2 separate regions of the Zea mays genome follow, and region 1 is linked to region 2. A link is a contact called in public Hi-C data. All regions are on one chromosome and are shown on one strand. Each heading gives the region's core, a stretch centred on a gene start, on an enhancer-like site or on the middle of the called end of the contact. The rest is flanking DNA. Distances are from core to core; before and after follow the strand shown. Region 1 holds the start of LOC100276297. Region 2 holds the start of LOC100285968 (BRASSINOSTEROID INSENSITIVE 1-associated receptor kinase 1).

Region 1 (7,162 bases), core at 3,193-5,692, 800 kb after region 2:
CAGGGCCAGCAAACTACCTTCTCGGAGCCTGAGAATCCAAACCCGTGTTGGAAACCAGAGAAGATATATCCAGCCACAACAGCACCAATGACCAATATGAGATCTATATAAATGAACAAAACGAAATTGATGATAAAGTATGGAACTGAATTTCGCAAATAATAGATTAAGTACATCGGCAAGTGAATTACTAGCTATCGATGCTGGTCGATCTGCCAGACATAATCGGCATGAAATTAATCACGAAACACAATTTCCATGATCATACATGAAGGAGTAACGCAAAAGGTTGGTAGACAAACATAACCATTAAGGGCTCAGACAAAGAAGCCAGGATTTTTTTAAGGCAAATCTCGACATGTAAGATACAGGGATATGGATATATATGGTACATCTAATCATCCCAAGTTACAGTCCACTAGTGCTTTCAGTGTGAAAATCAAAATATAGCATGTGCACCTATGACCTCTTTGATACTGTTTAAAACAAACGTGAATGGAAAAAGAAAGGTTTGACATGTTCTTCTAAAAGGATGAGAAAGTAATCATGTCATTGATGTCATCAATGCTATTCTAAAAGGGAGAGAAAGTGGTCTTTCATCTATGTTCTTCTAAAAGGGTGTGAAGGGGATGTTGCATCTACATCATGACTAACTAAAGCGGGTCAGAAGATTTTTAAAAGGTGAATACCTATCATATGTATAAAAAGAACTCCAAATAAGACATTTCATAGCCTAGGGACATGTTGGCACAGATGTTATCCCAGTTTTCCTAAACTGATCCACCAGGACCATTAACAGATGTTATCCCAGTTTCCCTACACAGATCCATCAGGACCATTAACAGATGTTATCCCAGTTTCCCTAAACTGATCCATCAGGACCATTAGTCTAGCCATCAAGTAGGGCATGGAAATATTGCTTTACAACATTAGAAACAAAAGGAAAACTACAAAGTGACCAATACAGCAGTACTACCTACTACCAGTTTTTTTTTGAACCTCATACACTAAACGACACATAAACACTACCAGGAATCTTTTTTTTTTTTACTTATTTTCAAGAATATTACATGGTGCAACAAGTTCTTCTCACATTTACTTGAATCCTAGACTCTCAATCACAACAAAATTATGGTGATAGCATAAAAGTGATAGTCAGCTTTATGGCAGAGCATATAACATGGAGAGTTATACTTTTGGCATATAAGGACTAAAGTGTATCATTTCTTACATGGATCATACATGTATAGCATTTACTGAACACAGTTTATAAGTCATCATACAACTTTTGCAAATCTTGGTTTGTTCAACCTTCCTATTTAACTCCGATTCTGCCACCTCAGTTTAACTCCCTCCGTTCCAAATTATAAAACCCTCTAGCTTTCTTGGAGAGTCAAAGCATCTCAAATTTGACACAAAATATAGAGAGAACAGAGAATTACAAATATTTTATATTTATAACATCAAATAGGTATACTATTAAAATATAATTAATGAAGAATCTAATGATGCTTATTTAGTATCATGAATGTTATTGTTTTATTATATAAATTTAGTCAAACTTTGAGATGTTTTAACTCTCTAAGAAAGCTGGAATGACTTATAATTTGGAACGGAGGGAGTAGAAGATAGTCTGATGCTTCCATACAGGATGTCTTAGTGTGTGACCAGCTATTGAAGACAAAAAGTATAATCCAGGGGTCTTGAATAAAAAAACTGATCCCGAAAAGGAAAGATGTAATTGTAAATACAAAGTACCAAAGGATTCACTATTCTTCCTGTCCACCCCCTATGTTTATATATCATGGATAATGATTCAGTACAGGACCATGAAAAGGTGTAAGCACAACACTTGACATATTTTTACTTCTGTTTTACAACTAACCATATCGGCATGAGCTTTTCTTCAAGGACCTCATCATCTAAAGAACATGACAATTGACGAGTTGGATAGTTACCTTTCCTTACCAGAAACATTTATATGTACTGTACAGCAAATAGAAACAAGTGAAAGTGAATGGACCTGAAGATAGGAGTGCAGAATCCTGGTAAGTACAGTCTTCTTGTGGAAGAGAAATCTTCCTAAGGGCTGCATTTCCACGGTCAATAACCAGAAGAGAACACATTTTCTTCACATACACCACATCAAAATCTGTAGAGAACTTTGCATCTTCACTGGGGCCATCCCTGTATCCTGGGATATTCGATTTACCACCCGCTATGGTGGTCACTCCTGAACAGAAATTTCATTCACCAACTGTTAACACCTAACGCAACTATTGCATGAAATGTATAGCTATTTAACTATTGATCACCTGATTCTCCAATCTTTCGAATCGCCAAGTTTGCTGTATCAGCAACATAAACATTGCCCATATCATCCACGGCAACGCCTGTGGGGCGCTTGAATCGGGCATCACTTGGTTTACCATCTATATGACCAGAATGGCCCTGGAAAGAACCAGCAACAAGTCTTCCCCTGCTATCTGCAGAGGACCTATTATCAATCCACACTGCTGGACTTATGTTTAGTTATCAAGTCGTCCAGCTAATCATGATTAGTCAGGCTGATCAGTGCCATGGCGATCAGCTATGCACTATGATTAGTTAGGCTCATAGGTCCATGGCGACTAGGATTGATCAGACGATTTGATAACATTGATCTTTACAGCATTTATATCATACTTCTTTAAGCATTGATGCATGTTTCAGTTCAGTTTTCTTTTTCTGTCCATGACCCTTCCCTAAATATGCATAGTATAAATCAACTGAGACCAGAACTCCACCTATTACTATATAAAAAAAAGGTAGACCAGTGCCAGAGGTCTAGGGAAGGGATAAACCGAGGCAAGCCTTCCCCCACAAATGCGGAGAGGCTGCTTCGAATCCACGAGACAGCTCTCACCTCTTAATTAGTCCTGCCATTCTCACCTATTACTATATGAACTGATAACAATCCCATCGCTGTACCCATGACCAAGTTAAGGGACAATGAAGGCACAGGGAGTGTTACGGACAGAGTGATACTACACTTGGAAAGGTCAGTTATTCAACCACTAGGAACAATGTAACCCTAGTATTTGAGAAGAACACAATCACGAAATATTTGCATGCATGGATATTACCACTAGTATGTCAAACAAAGCTGGCTCAAAATGCCAGTCTGTTCTTCAAGTCTTCCTAAATCATAATCATGGTAACTGTGAGTTATGCCAAAAAAAAAAAGAAGCAAGCAGCCACGGGACAGAGGTGGCAGGAAGAGAACATACACTCAGAAAGTGGCGGGGTTATCCGCACAATGTTGCTATGTGCCGAGTCGACCGCAAGGAGCTCCCCGCCCTCAACAGGAGATACTCTAACGGTGTGCGGCGTGACACCAAGCTTGTCACCCTCAACAAGTGTCTCTACAAAGTAGCCGCTCTCAAATTGCAGGGCTACCCCCACGTGGCCATCTGCCAAAATAGTCGAACGTGAGCAAGATACAGAACAAAAGCACAGATATGAGCAGCTGCAGTAAAGTATGATCACTTAGGCCACAATGAGCCAAAAATACAAATCAGCTGAGCCTCTGCTGGATCTGAAATTCTGAACTCTGCTAAGAGAATTCTAAGAGCAGGACGACCAACTTCCAAATGATTAGTTTGGCCAATGATTTTTTTGGTGGTTTAGCAAGTTATCTCACCAATGCAGGGCCAGCTGAAGTGAAGGAGAACGATACTGAAATAATTATCAGTGAGAAATTGTAAAGATGTTTGAACTCGTCCCCATTGAGAAGATGGTTTAACCCCCACTCCCATTATCTTCCCGTTTGTTGTGCTTTCTATTATTCCTCACTCATCTTTTTCTTCTCGGGGAACACTAGTGGCTAGTGGAGTGGAATAGGGTTCATCAATCATCTGTAATTATAAGAGAAGCGGGAGTCGTGTGCGTCCTACAGGAGCAATCGCTTTGAGCAACAAAATCAGGTCCCCTCTTGTCGCGCGAGATATTCCGCAGACGTATTAGGGAGCGACGGCGACTCACCGGCGTACTGGGGGTGGCCGGGCTGTTTGGGCCCGTGCGTCGAGGGGGCGGCCCGCGGCCACCTGACGACCGACGACAGCTGCTTCACGATGCTGCCTGCGGCACAGAAGGCAGAAGTACGTATTAGTACGGGCAGTCCAGAGGTTTGGGATCGAATCGCCCCTATCGGGCCGCATTTTAACAGGGGAAGATAGGGGCGGCGGCGACGAGCGAGCGAACCTGTTGGAGGGGCCAAAGCGGCCGCGCTGGGACGGAAAGTAGCGGCGAGGAAGAGGAGGAGCAGCAGGAGCACGAGCGGGGATCTCAGTCCCATGGCGAGGGTCTGCTGCTGACTGCTGTGGTTTGGGGTAGAGCGAGAGGCAAAGGGCCTTTTCGCTTTCAGACGGCCTTGGTGACGTTCTCGATTCTCTTGTGCTCCGCAGAATCGTGCAGCGAGTGCGACTGACAAGTCTTGTGTCGTGTACGCCGCAGACGTCAGACCCGCAGCGCCGATTCAGCGGCCGACTTCAAATACATTTTTTTCTAATAGTTTTCTAAAGAGGTCTCTAAATCTTAAATTTAAAAAGTAATAAAAATACTTCTCCAATAATTCTCTAAATAGACTTAATGTACAACATCATTTACTCTTCACGTTTAGCAATTCAGTAGTTCACAGTCGTGTGCTTATTTTTTCTCTTTCCAATATAGTGAGGTGTCAGATATGACATGCTCTATTTTTCACTTTCCCACGAGACACCTAGGTCAAATACGTGTGACACAATTTTTTTCCTTTATCGTCATACCACTACTGTCCCATAGATTGCACCACCAGAGCACCGCTCTTTCACACGTCGTGTCGACTGACCTTTTCTTCTCTGCCCTCGTCATCCTCTACTCTCGACCTTGCCAGCAGCAAGGTCCGATGGGGGCAGGCCAACCAAAGCTAGATTCAAAATCAAACTACTCCCTAAATATGAGTAACTATTAAAGATCAAACTATTTTTACTCCCAGTAGCTATTTAGCAACTTGCTAAATATGATTTTAGCAAGCTATTTTTTAAGAACTATTGAAGTTTAGATAGCATATTCTATATCCTATTGTTAAAAAAAATAAAAAATTTAACATCCGAATAAATATTCAGATCCACTCCGACTTTAACCTATGTTCCCTCTGGCATGTGGAACTCGAGCCACATTTATGGCAACGGCCATACTTTGTCATTAGTGTTTATTTGAGTTAGTTAAATTATTATAATTAGATTTCATATATATATTAAAGCAGGTCCAAAACGCTCGTGACCAGGCTATCCACGTCGCTCAAAAAAATTCAGACTGTCCGGTCCTTATTGGACGACTCATCTCGTTCCTCTGCTCCCTTCGTCTCTAGATACTTCCCTCTGTCTCTAGATATCGACAACAACTAATATGCAATCAGACCTTATGTGAAAACGTGCAAGCGAGTCTCTTGGTCTGTTAGATCATGATCTAATTGTAGACATGATTGTGGTTTGTTAGAGGGTTTTCTATAAATCTACATGACTTGGTGGTGAAAGGGTTTAAGTGTTAAATGTGATACATGATTAGATCATAATCTAACTGTCGGCGTTTCGAGACAGGGGGGGTCCCTAAGCCGACGAGTGAGTGTGCTGCGTGCCCCAGCCCAGATGGGTCGAGCGCGTGGGCGAGCGCGAAGGGGGGAGAGGCGAGGTGGCCGGAGTCGAGCGTGAGAGAGGTGGAAGTCCCGCGGCCTTCGTGTTCGTCCCGCGCCCAGGTCGGGTGCGCTTGCAGTAGGGGGGTTACAAGCGTCCACGCGGGTGAGGGAAGCGAGCGGCCCCAAGAGAGCGCCTGTCCCGTCCTCGGTCCCGCGCGGCCAACCTTCTCTAAGAAGGCCCTGGTCCTCCCTTTTATAGTCGTAAGGAGAGGATCCAGGTGTACAATGGGGGGTGTAGCAGAGTGCTACGTGTCTAGCGGAGGGAGAGCTAGCGCCCTAGGTACATGCCAATGTGGCAGCCGGAGAGATCTGGGCACCCTGCTGGCGCGATGTCGTGGCTGTCGGAGGTGCGGCGGAGCCTGGTGGAGGGACAGCTGTTGGAGCGGTCGAGTCCCTACTGACGTCGTCCTGCTTCCGTAAGAGAGCTGGGGGCCGCCGTCGTCATAGAGCTTGTGGAGCGCCATCATTGCCCCTCCGGCGGAGCTGGCCGGATGGGACGCCGGTCTTGTTCTCCGTGACCCGAGTCGATTCGGGGTAGGATGATGATAGCGCTTCCTGTTGACGTGGCGGTCTGTGCCCTAGGCAGGGCGACGTGGGGGTTCCTCCGAAGCCGAGGCTGAGTCTGCCTTCCGTTGCCGTGGCCGAGCCCGAGCCATGGGGTCGGGCGAGGCGGAAGTCGTTCGGCCGAGGCCAGGGCGGAGTCCGAGCCCTGGGGTCGGGCGAGGCGGAGTTTCGTCGTCTTCCGGGTCTTAGCCCGAGTCCGAGCCCTGGGGTCGGACGAAGCGGAGTTTCGTCGTCTTCCGGGTCTTAGCCCGAGTCCGAGCCCTGGGGTCGGGCGGAGCGGAGTTCACCGTCTTTCGGGTCTTAGCCCGAGTCCGAGCCCTGGGGTCGGGCGGAGCGGAGTTCGCCGTCTTCCGGGTCTTAGCCCGAGTCCGAGCCCTAGGGTCGGGCGGAGCGGAGTTCGCCGTCTTCTGGGTCTTAGCCCGAGTCCGAGCCCTGGGGTCGGGCGGAGCGGAGTTCGCCGTCTTCTGGGTCTTAGCCCGAGTCCGAGCCCTGGGGTCGGGCGGAGCGGAGTTCGCCGTGGCGCCTTTGGCAAGGCCTGACTGCCTGTCAGACTCACTCTGTCGAGTGGCACTGCGGTCGGAGTGGCGCAGGCGGCGCTGTCCTTCTGTCAGACTGGCCAGTGGAGCGGTGGAGTGACGGCGGTCACTTCGGCTCTGCCGGGGGCGCGTGTCAGGATGAAGGTGTCAGGCCACCTTTGCGTTAAATGCCCCTGCAATTTGGTCAGTCGGTGTGGCGATTTGGTCAGGGTTGCTTCTGAGCGAAGCCAAGGCCTCGGGCGAGCCGGTGATGTGTCCGCCATAAAAAGGGGGCCTCGGGCGAGACGGAAGTCTCTCGAGGTCGGCTGCCCTTGGCCGAGGCTAGGCTTGGGTGAAGCGTGATCGAGTC
Region 2 (7,356 bases), core at 358-2,857:
GCATGATAAGCATTATACACCATATAAACATCTAGAATGCATTATCCCTTTAAGATTAAAGACACTTAAGGAACCTCCCCTTTAGACAAAGGGAGCTTATCCTCATCACAAGGACAAGCTTTATGCTCTTTACAAACAAGCCACTTCTCCCCTTAAGATAAGCTTTCCTCTCAAGCAGGTAAGCTTTAATGCATTACTTCTCCCCCTTTGACTACAACACCAAAATTACTAAACAAAATCTCACAATTAGAACAGAAGCATGATGTCAACCAGGATTCAATCAGGGCTTGAAGCAGGGATATGCATAACCAAAAATCACTATCTTCTCCCCCTAATACTCAAGATATGCAACACATATACAGGAGGGAAACTAGGTACAAATTTGAAGCATCAAGAAGTGACTCCAGTGTTTTATAATATAGTTTATAGTGTAAAATAGTGTTTTATATGGACAGATGTACCATCGGCTGGCCATAGCATTAGTGAGGAAAGAAAAACACCAAGTAAGAGTAACTCCAGTGGTTCTCTAAAAGACTTCCTAAGTTAATAATTTAGATAGTTAACAAAAAAACTTCTCTCCAACAGTTCTCTAAATGAACTTTCTAAATTTAGCAACTTCTCATCTAATCTTATTTTCTCTCTACATTTGACAACCATTTAGCAACTCACTAAACAAAAAATATTGACTGCGTTATATAGGTAATGAAGGTGATTGTTGACATTTGACTTATTGTTTTTTTTATGTAGATAGATACAAAATAAAACTACTATGGGGCTGTTTGGTTCAGCTTTTTTCTGACCAGCTTTTCTGAAAATCTGGCTGTGGGGAGAATCTGGCTGTAGGGAGAATCTGAGTATCATTACGATTACGTGTGGAGGAAGATAAAGTTGTTCATAGAGCTCAGGATCTAGAAAGTGACGGATTCCTACTATTACAACGACTCAACCGATTATGTGTTTATGTTGATTTTAGATGGTTTTTGCCCTAACGAATTTTATAAAAGCTGGCTGAAAAGCTGAGCGTTTGGCAGTCTGCAACAGCTTTTGGTGGCCAGAAGCTGGCAGAAGCTGAAACAAACAGGCACTATATATATACACACACGGAGAACTCACAATTTTGTACTCCTAAAATTATTTAGCAACTTCTTAAATATTTGGTCTAGAGAACTCAAATTTATATAAGTATTGGATTTGCTCTAACGAGCAGACAAACAAAAACAACAAAAGCGGTCAAGGAGAGCAGTTGGCGTAATTGGCAGACCGGAAGCGCCAATTCCCTGCCCAACTCTTCCCAAATTTCCATCCACCTCGAGGAATCTCTCTTTTTTCTACTCCTTCCCAGTCTTCTCTTCTGTACACTTGTCCCAGCAGAAACAAAACAAAACCGCGGCGACAAGAAAGAAGGGGAATCGAGGCCGGACGCCAAACACTGGGCACAATTCCCCACCTGTCCTCGGCAGCCACCCGTCTCCACTTCTCGCTCCTTAATCACCCGCCTGCCCTGCCTCTTAATTAACGTAATCTACTCCATCCGCGCGCCTTAATTAAAATCAACTCGCTAATCTACGCAGCGGTGTCCATCACTGGCTCACTGCGCTCGGCTCGATACGCTACGCCCCCAGCCGGGTAATATACCATGGCCACCACCACCACTACCCACGCCCTCGCCGCCGCCCCCGCTCGCGCTACACTTCGCTTCCCCAGTCTCCCCTCCCCCGCTCACTATGGCGTCCACACCGCGGCTCGCTCGCCTCGCCGCAGCCGTCGCGGCGTGGATGCTAGCCGCTGCTGCTTCTGCTGGTGTGGAGGCCGGGGATCCGCCGCTTTCGCCCAAGGGGCTCAACTACGAAGGTGCGCCGCGTGCCGTGACTGGGGTTTCCGTGTGGAAAGTTAGGGTTTGGTGACTTGGGGTTTCTGATGCTGTTCTTGGCGCGGTTTTGCTTCGCTTGTGCGGTTGTGCCCGTGCAGTGGCGGCGCTCATGGCGGTTAAGAGCCGGCTGCGGGACGAGAGGGGGGTCATGGCCCTCTGGGACATCAACTCCGTCGACCCCTGCACCTGGTCCATGGTCGCCTGCTCCCCGGACAAGTTCGTCGTCTCGCTGTGAGTGAGCTCTCTACCGTCTCTGATCCCGGCCCCTTATTCCCATCCGTGGCTGTTTGTTGCGGGTCAATGACAGTGTTTTGTCTCGTTTCGTTTCGCACCGGAGCTGCAGCCAGATGGCCAACAACGGCCTGTCCGGGACGCTGTCGCCGAGCATCGGGAGCCTCAGCCACCTCCAGACAATGTGAGCGTTTCAGGGTGACAACCCACCTTTCCATTACGGTTGCCTCTTGTTTGTTTCATTCCTATAACTTCACCACAGTAACATCGCTTGCCTCACGTTCACAAAACCGTAAAACAGACATGCATATGCATTCTATTTGAACTGGTTCAAGAATGGGATTGTCAATAACACTAGGGAAGATGAATGGCGATGTTTGGTCTGTTCAGTTGGCCCAGCTCCCATTTAGTCTAGTCCAACCGTGATAGATGTGTTGCCACCATGTCACTTGCAGTCTTGCAGAGCAGTGAAGGAACATTGCAATAACACTCTTGGTTTGTCATTAATTTGAATGAAAATCCTACAGATGGTCCGCGTACCACTTATAAGCCTAGACCATCAATCTTCCAGAGTCAGGACAACTTAGCAAAATATGATAGTCTACAATACTCTTATAAGAGACCATGGTCCATAGAAACCAAAAATCACAGCCTTTATTGAAAGCTCTTCTTTTTATAACTTTTTATTGCCAAAAAGGCAGGTTTGGGTGCCCCCAGTTCTAATCACACGGAAGCAAATAGAACCCACTTTCTTGCCATTGACATTTGACAATGTCAGGATGGCTAGAGTTTCCATCAGCGTGTTCTCGACTTTCTATGGCCTCTTGAAAACAGATTGTCCATTTGTATACAAATATTGATGCTGTGTTGCATAGCTCCTAACTATATATGTGTTGTTTTCTGATTTTCTGAATCCAGGCTGAGTTGTTTGTGCAATTGCCTGGCTGGATTTGTCATAATATGTAGGTTTCAAAGTTTTGCAGGGAAGATGATTTGTGTCTTCTTCTTTTTTGTTACCTAACATTAAGCGGTTGCTTGAATCAAGTTACATAAAGCTAGCTATTTTTCCTCTTTTCATGATAATTTCAATTATAGCATTCCTTTCTTATAACCTTATTTAACCATGAATCGTTGGTTTATTCTTTATAGCGTGCGCGCGCGCGCAGAAGTCTCTTCTTGGTTTTGCGTGATTAGTCATCCAACTCGAAAATAATGCTGCACCATTCATCCATCTTAAAAAGCTAACAGCATTGGCTACTGGATGATTTCCTAACTGTAATGAGTCTTCTCAATTCTGGACTTGTATCGTATTTCCTGTGGGATTTCACTAATTATGACTGCCATTCATTCTTGTGAAATGGGATGGTACCTGTGTTCAATAGCTGACCTTATTGTTGGTTTGATTCAGGTCACTACAGAATAACAGAATATCAGGTGAAATTCCTCCAGAGATAGGGAAGCTGATCAATCTGAATGCTCTTGACCTTTCCAGTAATGAGTTCATTGGTGATATCCCAAGTTCATTGGGGCACCTGACTCGACTAAATTATCTGTGAGTTGATTTCAGAAATGTTTCTAAGTTTACAACATGTATTTTGTATTAAAACTATTGCTTTGTCAATCTCTCAGACGCCTTGATAGGAATAACTTGTCTGGGCCGATCCCAACAGATGTTGCTAGGCTTCCAGGTCTCACATTCCTGTATGTTTCTTTTCTGATTTTCTTTCTGTTTTTCACATAAGTGAGCTGTAACTATTGTCTACTTGACTTTAAACTTACGAGGTGATATGTTTCAGTGACTTGTCATTCAACAATTTAAGTGGCCCAGTTCCAAAAATCTATGCACATGATTACAGGTAACTTTTGGGGTGTATGTATAAGCTCTTATTTCTCTTTTTAAGCATATTTTGGTGAAGCACCTAGATTAGCGAGACCATGAACACAGGACACTAGGAGATGACCGTTGTATCCATGTTGTTAATTTCTATAGGGAATAATGTATGGAATGATTTGTGGGTTGTTTATTAGAAGATGATGAAGAAAGGGAGTGAGAATAAATAAAGGAGAGAAAGGGTAATCTGCATATGTGTTGTATATGTCTAAGTAAGTTTACAAATTCTATAGGCCATGTGCTTTTGAAATGGATAGAGTACTGCTTTACTCCATTTTCTCATCCAAAATCCTTTGTCAGTTGCAATGAATGATTATTTGCTCCCCACCTTTCTGACAATGAAGTTTTCTTGTTGCATTGCTTAAGCTGAGACTGACCACACACATTTTTTTCTGATAGTTTTGACATTTCACTGAAGATAACTTCTTTTACTTTTTTCAGTCTTGCGGGAAATCGATTCCTTTGCAATTCCTCAGTTATACATGGTTGTTCAGATGTGACAGCAATGACTAATGGTAATTGCTTTCCCAGATGGCATATCTTTTACATATCTATTCTTTAGAAACCGGAACTTAACTTTACATTAATGGCAGGGACAATGTCGAGACAGGTCCAAAAGGCCAAGAACCACCATCAATTAGCTTTGGCAATTTCTCTAAGTGTCACCTGTTCCACAATATTAGTTTTGTTGTTCGTGTATTGGCTAAGTTATTGCAGATGGCGCTTGCCTTTTGCTTCAGCTGGTAATTATCCAAGCCTTTGCAGTATTAGCTCTTTACAAGTTAAATATACACGATCTGACTTTTTTTATCTGTAGATCAAGATCTAGAATTCGAATTGGGCCATGTGAAGCATTTTGCTTTTCACGATCTGCAAAGTGCAACGGACAATTTTAATTCCAAGAATATATTAGGTCAAGGAGGTTTTGGTATTGTGTATAAAGGCTGTTTGAGAAATGGAACTTTAGTGGCAGTGAAGAGATTAAAAGATCCTGATGTTACCGGTGAAGTCCAGTTTCAGACAGAAGTTGAGTTGATTGGCCTTGCTGTGCACAGGAATCTCTTGCGTTTGTATGGATTTTGCATGACCTCTAAAGAACGGTTGCTTGTATATCCATATATGCCAAATGGCAGTGTTGCTGACCGTTTGAGAGGTAACTCAATTGTCTACAACATTTTAATGTTAGTTAAGTTTACAATTGGCATTCCGCGCAAGTCTTTTTCATTCCTTGTAAATATATTGTTTAAGACTATGTGTTTTGGTTGGTTCTTTGCCACGTCATATTATCTGCTTATATCCTTATACCTTAGTAATATATGGGGTTGCAATTTTCAGATTATCGCAATGGAAAACCATCTCTTGATTGGAGTAAACGCATGCGGATTGCTCTTGGTGCTGCCAGGGGGTTACTCTACCTTCATGAACAATGCAATCCTAAGATCATCCACAGGGACGTCAAAGCTGCAAACATATTGCTCGATGGAAATTTCGAAGCAATCGTCGGGGATTTTGGATTGGCGAAACTTCTTGACCGTCAGGAATCGCATGTTACTACTGCAGTTCGGGGCACTATTGGGCATATTGCTCCCGAGTATCTCTCAACTGGACAGTCCTCGGAAAAGACTGATGTTTATGGGTTTGGCATTCTCCTGTTGGAACTGATTACTGGTCCTAAAACCTTGAGCAATGGACATGGCCAGTCTCAGAAAGGCATGATTCTAGACTGGGTAAGCTTCTGTGCACTTATTTACGTACTGTTTACTGTATTTCAGCCCCACGCTGGAGAGATTTAACACCTGCTTTCGTTCCTATTCAGGTTAGAGAGCTAAAGGAGGACAAGAGACCGGATAAGCTGGTCGACAGGGATCTCAGAGATTCATTTGATATTCTTGAGCTGGAGTGTTCAGTTGACGTGATCATCCAATGCACGCAGACGAACCCTATGCTGCGGCCTAAGATGTCCGAAATTCTGCACGCTCTTGAAGCCAATGTCACGCTGGCGGAAACCAGCGTCGAGTTGAACAGGGAACCTCTTCCTTATGGTGTGCCTCGCAGTTTCTCTGTGAGGCATGAGGACCCCCACGATTCGTCGTCCTTCATAATAGAGCCAATTGAGCTATCTGGTCCCAGATGACAGCTGTTGTCAGTGTGGTTGAGGCGAAAAGAAAAGAAAGCATGGAAACAATACAATTGTACAAAACATGTATATCGTGGATGTAGTTCAACTTAGCAAGAGTTTGCTGGGCGTGTTGCCATACCTTACATAATATTTTGAACGTGGAGCTGGAGCGAACCTTGTTGGCTATTTTTGTTGCTTACGTTTTCATCTGCCATCCATGAGGCACTGAGGCGGTCATGCATTTTTGCCGAAAATTTTCCGCCAGAAAATTGTTTGGAAAATGTTACACTCCGTACAAATGTGTTAGTTGTAAGTGCTCGTTGCCGGTTTTAGTACCTTCGCCGTGGTAATGAGCTATAAATCGTACACTATAAAGTTTAAGATCGGTCCCGATTTTAAATTGGACACTTTCTATTTAATTTGAATTAAAATTAATTAAGGATTTAAAGAAACTATGAAGAGAAATATTTAAATCATGATCTATTACTATGCTTAAACTTGATCTCGCTTTATAGGCTGTCAGTTTGAAAGAAGCTCTCCTACTTGTGAGAAAAAAAAAGTAGGATAAGAGCCCGTGAGCTAGTTAACCGTGAGAGACGAAGCCTGCTTGCGACGTCACCAGGCCTTGACCGAGAGAGAGAGCGGCCTTGCAACTTGTACGCCCCTTTCACAATACGGCCCATGAGGCTGCGAGCGGGAAACCAGCATTAGGCCCAAACAAGGAGCGCTTTCACGCGAACGGAGGGAGCGCCAGACCACGTGGAAGAAGAATAGACACGGTGCATCTGTTTATAGTACCACATCGCCAGCAGAGCTGCGGAGGGGGCGCGAGGCGCGCTACAAAGAAAATTGAGTGTGCCTGCTGCAACTCATACCTTTCTCGGCCTTTTGGCTAAGATCAAGTGTAGTATCTGTTCTTATCAGTTTAATATCTGATATGTAGACCATGTGTCTACTTCGATATTAAATTTATTTTTTGTGGGGAAGAGCTCGCAACAGTAGCTTGCTACTAGGGCTCTTGAGTGTCGCTTAGGCTTTGCACTACTGTCTAAGCTGGCGCACCCCAACCAAAGCTAAATTAAACATTCATTTGCCTACCTCGTTTTGGTGGCATTTATGCAGTGGGTTTTTCTTGTGCAAAGTGGGGTTTTCTTGTGCAAAGTTTCCAAGTTTCACCAGGCTTCTTTAATCGAGATTTGATCTAGATTTTTTTTTTGGGCTGATCAGTTTTCTGTACCATGCCCG

What was found. Hi-C and Micro-C count contacts between places; a contact is called where the count stands out from the background.
Region 1: a contact with region 2 is called in a Hi-C map of tassel, with 5 times the contacts expected there. The contact joins the promoter of LOC100276297 here to the promoter of LOC100285968 in region 2. A contact is called at or near these places in 2 of 25 Hi-C or Micro-C datasets (ear and tassel).

The regions. Positions count from the first base shown.
Region 1 is chr5:150,450,547-150,457,708 of Zm-B73-REFERENCE-NAM-5.0, forward strand. It overlaps LOC100276297, which reads right to left and starts at 4,443. Exons shown (of 7, transcript NM_001150121.2): 1 at 4,243-4,443; 2 at 4,024-4,119; 3 at 3,270-3,452; 4 at 2,316-2,486; 5 at 2,024-2,233; 6 at 18-103. The coding sequence starts at 4,336.
Region 2 is chr5:149,656,837-149,664,192 of Zm-B73-REFERENCE-NAM-5.0, forward strand. LOC100285968 (BRASSINOSTEROID INSENSITIVE 1-associated receptor kinase 1) reads left to right here and starts at 1,608. Exons shown (of 11, transcript NM_001158857.2): 1 at 1,608-1,851; 2 at 1,969-2,101; 3 at 2,214-2,285; 4 at 3,510-3,653; 5 at 3,731-3,802; 6 at 3,898-3,957; 7 at 4,434-4,507; 8 at 4,586-4,735; 9 at 4,810-5,145; 10 at 5,328-5,719; 11 at 5,809-6,410. The coding sequence starts at 1,725. The coding sequence ends at 6,126. LOC111589451 (U2 spliceosomal RNA) reads left to right here and starts at 6,983; the gene lies at 6,983-7,178.